2 separate regions of the Sus scrofa genome follow, and region 2 is linked to region 1. Evidence: chromatin contacts called from public targeted proximity ligation data. All regions are on one chromosome and are shown on one strand. The core of a region is the stretch at or near the end of the contact, and the rest is flanking DNA. Distances in the headings are between cores, read along the strand shown. Region 1 overlaps LOC110260821 (a long non-coding RNA gene). Region 2 overlaps LOC102159120 (a long non-coding RNA gene).

Region 1 (3,650 bases), core at 1,112-3,611:
TGATTTCACTACATGGCTAAGCCAAGTTAACAAAGCGACCGTGATCTTGAAGGGCGCTTCTGAACGACTGAAATTATGGAATTATATCCGTGAATGCCAAGGGCACGACAAGGGTGAGGACTAAGTTTCATCTTAACTGTCAACTCTGATTAATTTGTAGTGACTGCTCAGAGAACTCTTTTGGAGGCTACATCTGGATTGAATGAAAAGACTGCTGTCATCGATTTTTCAGTGAATACGTTGGAGGCAGGAGGAATGGTGGCAGAGGGCAGGCCACGTATTTGCTGACCCTCTGCATCTTTCAGGTATAGAAAATGAGTTGGAGAAAAGTCTCAGCATGGGTGGCAGTGGATATGTCATTCCCCAAACTGCAAAATGGAACAAGCACTAACCTTTGAAGGGAGCCGTCTGTGTAATCAGAACTTGGAACAGATTCCAGAAACTGGAACACAGTGTTGCTACTCTTTCTTCCTCTGACCATGATACTGGAACCAAAGCTGCCTGATAAAAACTCAGATGCCCTCTGGGATGTCGACACAGTTGGGCTCTGGGATCCATTAGGCATAAGAAAACAACCTCATGAAGACTGGGCAGGTTTTGTGGGTCTGACTGGCCTAACTGCCATGGAGTCGAACTATATGGCTGCACCTGGTGGCATGGTGGGCCCTTCCCAGTGTCTCTCATTTTATTCTAGGCACGAAGACTGTTTTGCTGTTTACTCATTTTACTTTAATTTGGCTTTATCGTCTCTTCTCCCGTATCTGAACTTTTCCCAGCACGTGGAGGCCTTTTGCTTTCCTACCCAAAAGAAGATTCTGTTAACTGTGTGAAGTATTTTGGGTTGCCAAGGAAACAGAAGACTAGTCTGGACTCATCAGAGAGTGGCAACATTTTGACGGACCATGGGGAAGGGTGCTGCCAAGCTCTGCTCAGGTAGCGGAGATGGAAAGGCTGAGGTGTGGTGGTAGGGATGCTCACCCAGGGATTCTGCCATGCCCTCATGAATAATAACCATCATCATTATGAACGTGGTGAAGCAGAAGGGGAATAATGAGTTGAGGAAGTTGATAGAAAAAGTCACATCAGTTTTATGGCCAGAAGACGTGGTGGACAACTTCATTTTCTAGTGGAGAGAGATGGTGATTTTTATAACTTAGAAGTGTTTGTCAAGGAACTGCAGAATCCACAGCTGAACAAGAGGAAAAACAGGTCAGATTCAAAGAATGGCTGTGAATTTACCCTGAGATGTTTGCTAGGAGTGTGAAAACGAATTGAGATAGCAAGTGAATGCCTGCTTATTTGTTAATATGTGGGTAGACTCATGGAAAGAGTTGGAAATGTTTGAGGTCATCCAGCCTAGGTGTTTTCAAACACTTTATTCTTTAAAATAGCACAAGTTAAAAAATAAACTTTTTTTTTTTTTTTTTTTTTTTTTTTTTTGTTCAACTTCAGTGTAAAACAGGGAAAAGCAAAAGTGGTTGTGTCGGAAGAGGAAGTGGGGAGTTGAGAGCAGGACCCTCGTGGGTTTGTGTCTCTCTCCACCCACCTGGTTTTTCCATGAGACACCACTGTGCTAAGGACTCGGTTAGAAAACCTCCTCATTTCATAAACAGGGGGTAGGATGACTTACCTAGAATCGTTCAGTTAGGTACGAGGTACACCCGCTCCCTGGGCACTGATGTTTCCCTTACGTCAGACGTGGAGTCTCAGTGGTGATCCCCGTTTCCCGAGCCGCCTCTAACCCTTCCTACTTGTCATGTCAGCAGGGTTCTATTTCTCATATTCTTCTTTCCCTATTACTTAATAGACTTCATCCCCGTCACTGCAGTTCTCATAACAAAACTTAAACAAAAACATATTTGGCTCCATATATCCATGAGTCGAAGTAGGAAGATGGGCTCTGACTTCCTCAGCAGCTGCTGCTCTCAGACGTCCCTTGTGACCAGGGCCCCCCTCCCCAGTTCCATGACCAATACGTAGTGGGAGGGGGGCAGGGAGGTGGAATCTGTGTTGTCATCTAGTATTGTACTCCCCTGCCATGTGACAGAGTAGAGTAATGAGAAACTCTCTGCAGGTCTTGGGTTTTTGAATGCTGCTGTCTTTCTCAGAACTGACATTGTCTCTGGCCTCTGATAAATGATACATTCTCATATCCTGTTTTGTGAGATTTTTTAATCTTGTGTAGCTAATAAGCAGACTCTTACAAAGCATGATAGCATCTATCACCTGAATAAAAGAAGTGGCAATTGTATATGCATTTCTAGGGATCGTCGATTTTTTACACTCAGGGAATTTCTCGTTATTTTTTGCTATTGTAATGAGGAAGTTGCTGCCAGGAGTGGTGAAGAGCTGTGTCAGTGAGTCAGCAAGTTGGCGGCGTGAACTCAGTCCTCCTTGCTCAAGACCCATTGTTCCTACCACCCTGTTTGGTTTGATCGAAAAAACATGCACTTGCTTCCTCTAGTGCAAAATATCCGTGAGAATGAGAGAGAGAGATTTTCCTGTTTCTTGGAGGGGAAGGGTAGGAATAAAGACCCTCATTTATAGGAGATTGGCTTTTTTAAATGGCTTGCCAGCACCTTTAGTCTTTGTTTGGTCTGAGAGGGTAGGTACTGTTTCCTCCTAGGAGTTTAGGCATTTTATCAGTAGATCTGGTTGCAGTTTTTACATTAATGAATGCATCCTTTATCTTTTACATGGAATAAGATTCAGTTTGGTCCATTGGTTCAAATACTATTAAGGTTATAGGTTGGAACTCCTTTGAGCTAATTCGTGAAAACCAGACCCATGGCCACTGATTTCACCATCAAATACGGGCAGCCGTCATGCTCATTGGGACGATAGGTCTCTGCAAATCTAATCATCTGTCTTGGGGAGATGAAGTAACCTATATATGACAGTGATGAGAGGGGGAGCCTTCACTGTATTAGCTTCATCTTCAAAGAGTAGATTGTTGTTATTTTTCCTATCTTTGTAAGCAGTCTGTTAGAGGTTAGGAGTTTGGCCTCTGGAGCTGGACTGCCTGGGTCTGAATCCCAGGCCTGCTTTTTATTGGCCGTATGACCTTCATTGAGTTAGGCAACCTCACGATGCCCATTTTTTTGCATTTGTAGGGTAGGTTAATACGAGTAACCACCACAGGGTGTTCTGAAGATTAAACAAATAAATACATACAGCTGCTGAAATAGTCTGGCATAGAGTTAGTGCTTAATAAATATTACCTATTATTCTCTAAACTCAGATACACATCAAACTTCTAATTGTTTCAAACTGTGACATGATAAGTGTTGTTTGAAGCAGTTACATTTTTTTTTTTTTTGTCTTTTTTGGGGCCATACCTGCGGCATATGGAGGTTCCCAGGCTAGGGGTCCAGTTGGAGCTGTGGCTGCCAGCTTATGCCAGAGCCACAGCAACGCAGGATCCGAGCTGTGTCTGCAACATACACCACAGCTCATGGCAACGCTGGATCCTTGACCCACTGAGCAAGGCCAGGGATCAAACCCATGTCCTCATGGATGCTAGTTGGGTTTGTTAACCCCTGAGCCACAGCAGGAACTTCCAGAAGCAGTTACATTTTGGAATGATTTGTTACACAGTCAGAGATAACCAGTTTACACACTAACCATAATTAAGAGTCATCACTGATATT
Region 2 (3,542 bases), core at 750-3,249, 570 kb after region 1:
ATTCAACCCCTAGCCTGGGAACTTTCATATGCTGCAGGTGTGGTGGTAAAAAGAAAAAAAGATGGTTCTGAATTTAGAGTGGAATATAGACACCATGGGGAAACCATGGACATAGGGAGAGTGGTTCGGGGGTTACTCTAATAGTTCTGCTGAGAGATGAAATTCAGGGAGACAGCAGTGGAGGCGGCAGACTTGATGAACTGTGGATGTGTTTTCAAGTTGGAGGCAAAACAACAACAACAACAACAACAACAAAAGACAAAAAAAAAAAAAAAAAAAATAAAAAAAATAAAAAAAAACGGAGTTCCCGTCGTGGCGCAGTGGTTAACGAATCGACTAGGAACCATGAGGTTGCGGGTTCGGTCCCTGCCTTGCTCAGTGGGTAACGATCCGGCGTTGCGTGAGCTGTGGTGTAGGTTGCAGACGCGGCTCGGATCATGCGTTGCTGTGCCTCTGGCGTAGCCGGTGGCTACAACTCCGATTCAACCCCTAGCCTGGAACCTCCATATGCCGCGGAGCGGCCCAAGAAATAGCAACAACAACAACAACAACAACAAAAGACAAAAAAAAAAAAAAAAAAATCAAGTTGGAGGCAAAAGAATTTGCTGTTTGAGTATGGAGTTTGATATTTAGGTGGTGATTTATGTTTTACTAAGAAAATTGTATTTTCAAAATATGTATTTTGAAAATTTAAATACACACATAATTAGAGTAGTAAAATGAATCCCCATCAACCCCTCACCCAGATTCCCATCTATAAATATTTTGACATATTTGCTTTCATTATCTCCTTTTGAATCATGTTCATATTTTAGGAACTGTTTTTTTTTTTTTTTTTTTTTTTTTTTTGTCTTTTTGCTATTTCTTTGGGCCGCTCCCGCAGCATATGGAGGTTCCCAGGCTAGGGGTCCAATCGGAGCTGTAGCCACTGGCTTATGCCAGAACCACAGCAACGCAGGATCCGAGCCGCGTCTGCAACCTACACCACAGCTCACGGCAACGCCGGATCGTTAACCCACTGAGCAAGGGCAGGGACCGAACCCGCAACCTCATGGTTCCTAGTCGGATTCGTTAACCACTGCGCCATGACGGGAACTCCAGGAACTGTTTTAAAGCAATCTGGACATCCATCATTTCACCCACATATATGTCAGTAAATATCTCTCAATATTATGAACATGTTCTTACATAATGTTGTCATCATACTCTAGTAAAATAAGAACAATACCGAGATGGTATTCAAATTCAAACCCTGAATGGTTTTTTTTTCCCCCTGAATTGAGATAAAGTTTACTCAGAGTTAAACACTACAATCCTAAGGTTACAATACAAACACTTCTGAAAAAAAAAAAAAAAAAAAAAAAAAAAAAAAACCCTGTAAAATTCCCTAATCTAAAATATAGAATTTTTCCATTACCCTAGAAGGTTATCTCGCCCACCCTTCTAGTCAAATCCTACGTCTATAGGCAACTACTGTTATGATTCTTATCAATATAGATTACTTTTCCTGCTTGTGAGTTTCATATAACTGAAATCATGTGATAGGCATTCTTTCATGTTTAGCTTATTTCTTCGACACAATATTTTTGTGATTTATCCTAGTCATGTAACGTAGTTCATTATTTTTACATTTCTGGGTATTATTCCATTTTGGGAATTTAAAATAGAAAGCATTAAAAATCTTTCCATACTCCAAATCATTTTCCATATTTCTCCAGTTAACACAGGTACCGCACTTTGAGAATCATTGCTCAGTATCGCCTCTCTTTGAATCATCTTGATCATGACAGTATTGAGCAATGTCTCAACTGAAATAGCCGTAGCGTGCATTTGTTGAACAGTTACCACACTGGGTATTATGAAAATACAAACACGAGTGGAACTTGGTTTCTCAAAGCACTTACATACCCACAGTGACGCAGACATGTAAGTAACCTCCTACGACAGAAAGGAGAAGTAAAAATAGTATTTTGTGTGCATTTGGGGTGAAGCATAGGACAGGGCATCTGGGAAGCTGCTATGCAGAAAGGTTTGTGCCCCGAGCTTTGAAAGAGGGCTGGACTATCTGTAGGTGGTAAATTGGGAAGGAAGGGCTTCGCAAAGCCACAATGGTGTAAATGTGTTTGATCTTTATCCACCCCGACCGTGGGGCAGGAACCCTCGGGGATTGCCTTTGACTCCTCTTCCTCACTCCTATGACATCTGTCTTCAAGTTCTACTGGTAACACCTGACCTGTCTCTTACTGTCTTCTGTTCTTGCTGTCACGTCCTCAGTGCAAGCCCCTTTACCCTTTTTTTCCTCTTTCCCACACAGTTGCAACTGACTTCTCAGTGTTTGTCTGCTTCTGACCCATCTCCTTTCTAATAGTTTGTAGACACTGCTCTTAGAACTATCTTTGCCAAACCCCAAACTGATTGTGCTCTTTCTCTGCTTACAGCGTTGGTTACAGAACAGCGTTTACATCCCTCCATCTGCTCCTGAGGCCTTTCCATAGCTCATCTCAGCCCTCTTTCTACCCTAATGTCTGGCCTTAAGCTCTCTGAGTCACCATGTATTTTACCCATAAGAAACAATTCTGCTCCCTAAATAGGACTTACTTTTCTCCTGACTCTGCATCTTTGTTGAAATTATCAATCCCAGTCTTCAAGGTTTTTCCATTTCTCTCCGTTTAATTGATCTCTGAGACCACACTCAATGTTACTTCCTTCTGGGAAGCCGTTCTCAATCCCTACTGAGGTCAAAATTAATGACTCTTTTGACTTGCATTTGCCATGCACACCATACTTTATATCATAATGATTTATATTCATTCCTATGTCTCCACTGAACTGTAACCTCTTTGGGAAAAAAAGGCCATGTTTTGGTTACTCTTGGGCTAGGAGAGTGCCCTTTACATGTCTGGCCCTCCTTACTGTTACATAAAATCATTCTCTTACCTGTAAGGCACACTGTTTTCTAGAAGCAAACCTCAGTAAATTTTAAACTATCCTTGTCATGACATATATAGACTGCCATAGTGCTGAAAGTCACTGAACAGGGCTCATTATATGATAGGCTATAAAAATTAGAACCTAGCATGCCCAGGCAGGTAGCTAGTTTATCATTTGGGAGATTCATAGCCTTGACTTACTTGGAGACTTCTACACTTTCAACAGTGTAGAAGATATATTTACTTCTGTTGAAGGAATATGCATGCATATTCAGAGTACATATCTTACTTCCTCTCCTCTCTTTCTTTCTTCCCTCCTTCCTTCCTTTTCTGTTACTCCTATTTTTGAAAATGTTTTCCTTCATAACTTGAGGGAAGCATGTCAGACTTAAGAATAACTTATCTGACTCAGCCAAAAGTGCAAGATTAAGCTAAAGATATTTTCAGCCTTCAAAAATAGGACACACACTGAGGTCTTGGGAAATGTAGCATTGAATTGGGGTGGTGCTATATTAAATAGACTAAAAATAATGTCTTCTGATTGACTGCATACCTAGTGTCTGGCCCCATGAAGTCTTTAAACTGAATGAAGATTGTCATTATAGTTTAACT

The links.
Region 2: a targeted proximity ligation map of alveolar macrophages shows a contact between it and region 1. A contact is called at or near these places in 1 of 47 Hi-C or Micro-C datasets (epiblast stem cells) and 1 of 2 datasets of targeted methods (alveolar macrophages).

The regions. Positions count from the first base shown.
Region 1 is chr5:90,436,345-90,439,994 of Sscrofa11.1, forward strand. LOC110260821 (a long non-coding RNA gene) reads left to right here. Exons shown (of 3, transcript XR_002344330.1): 1 at 1-1,209. Among named protein-coding and RNA genes, the nearest start is that of PLEKHG7, 130 kb to the left of the region's middle.
Region 2 is chr5:91,003,847-91,007,388 of Sscrofa11.1, forward strand. All of the region lies in intron 2 of LOC102159120 (a long non-coding RNA gene), which reads left to right. Among named protein-coding and RNA genes, the nearest start is that of BTG1, 190 kb to the left of the region's middle.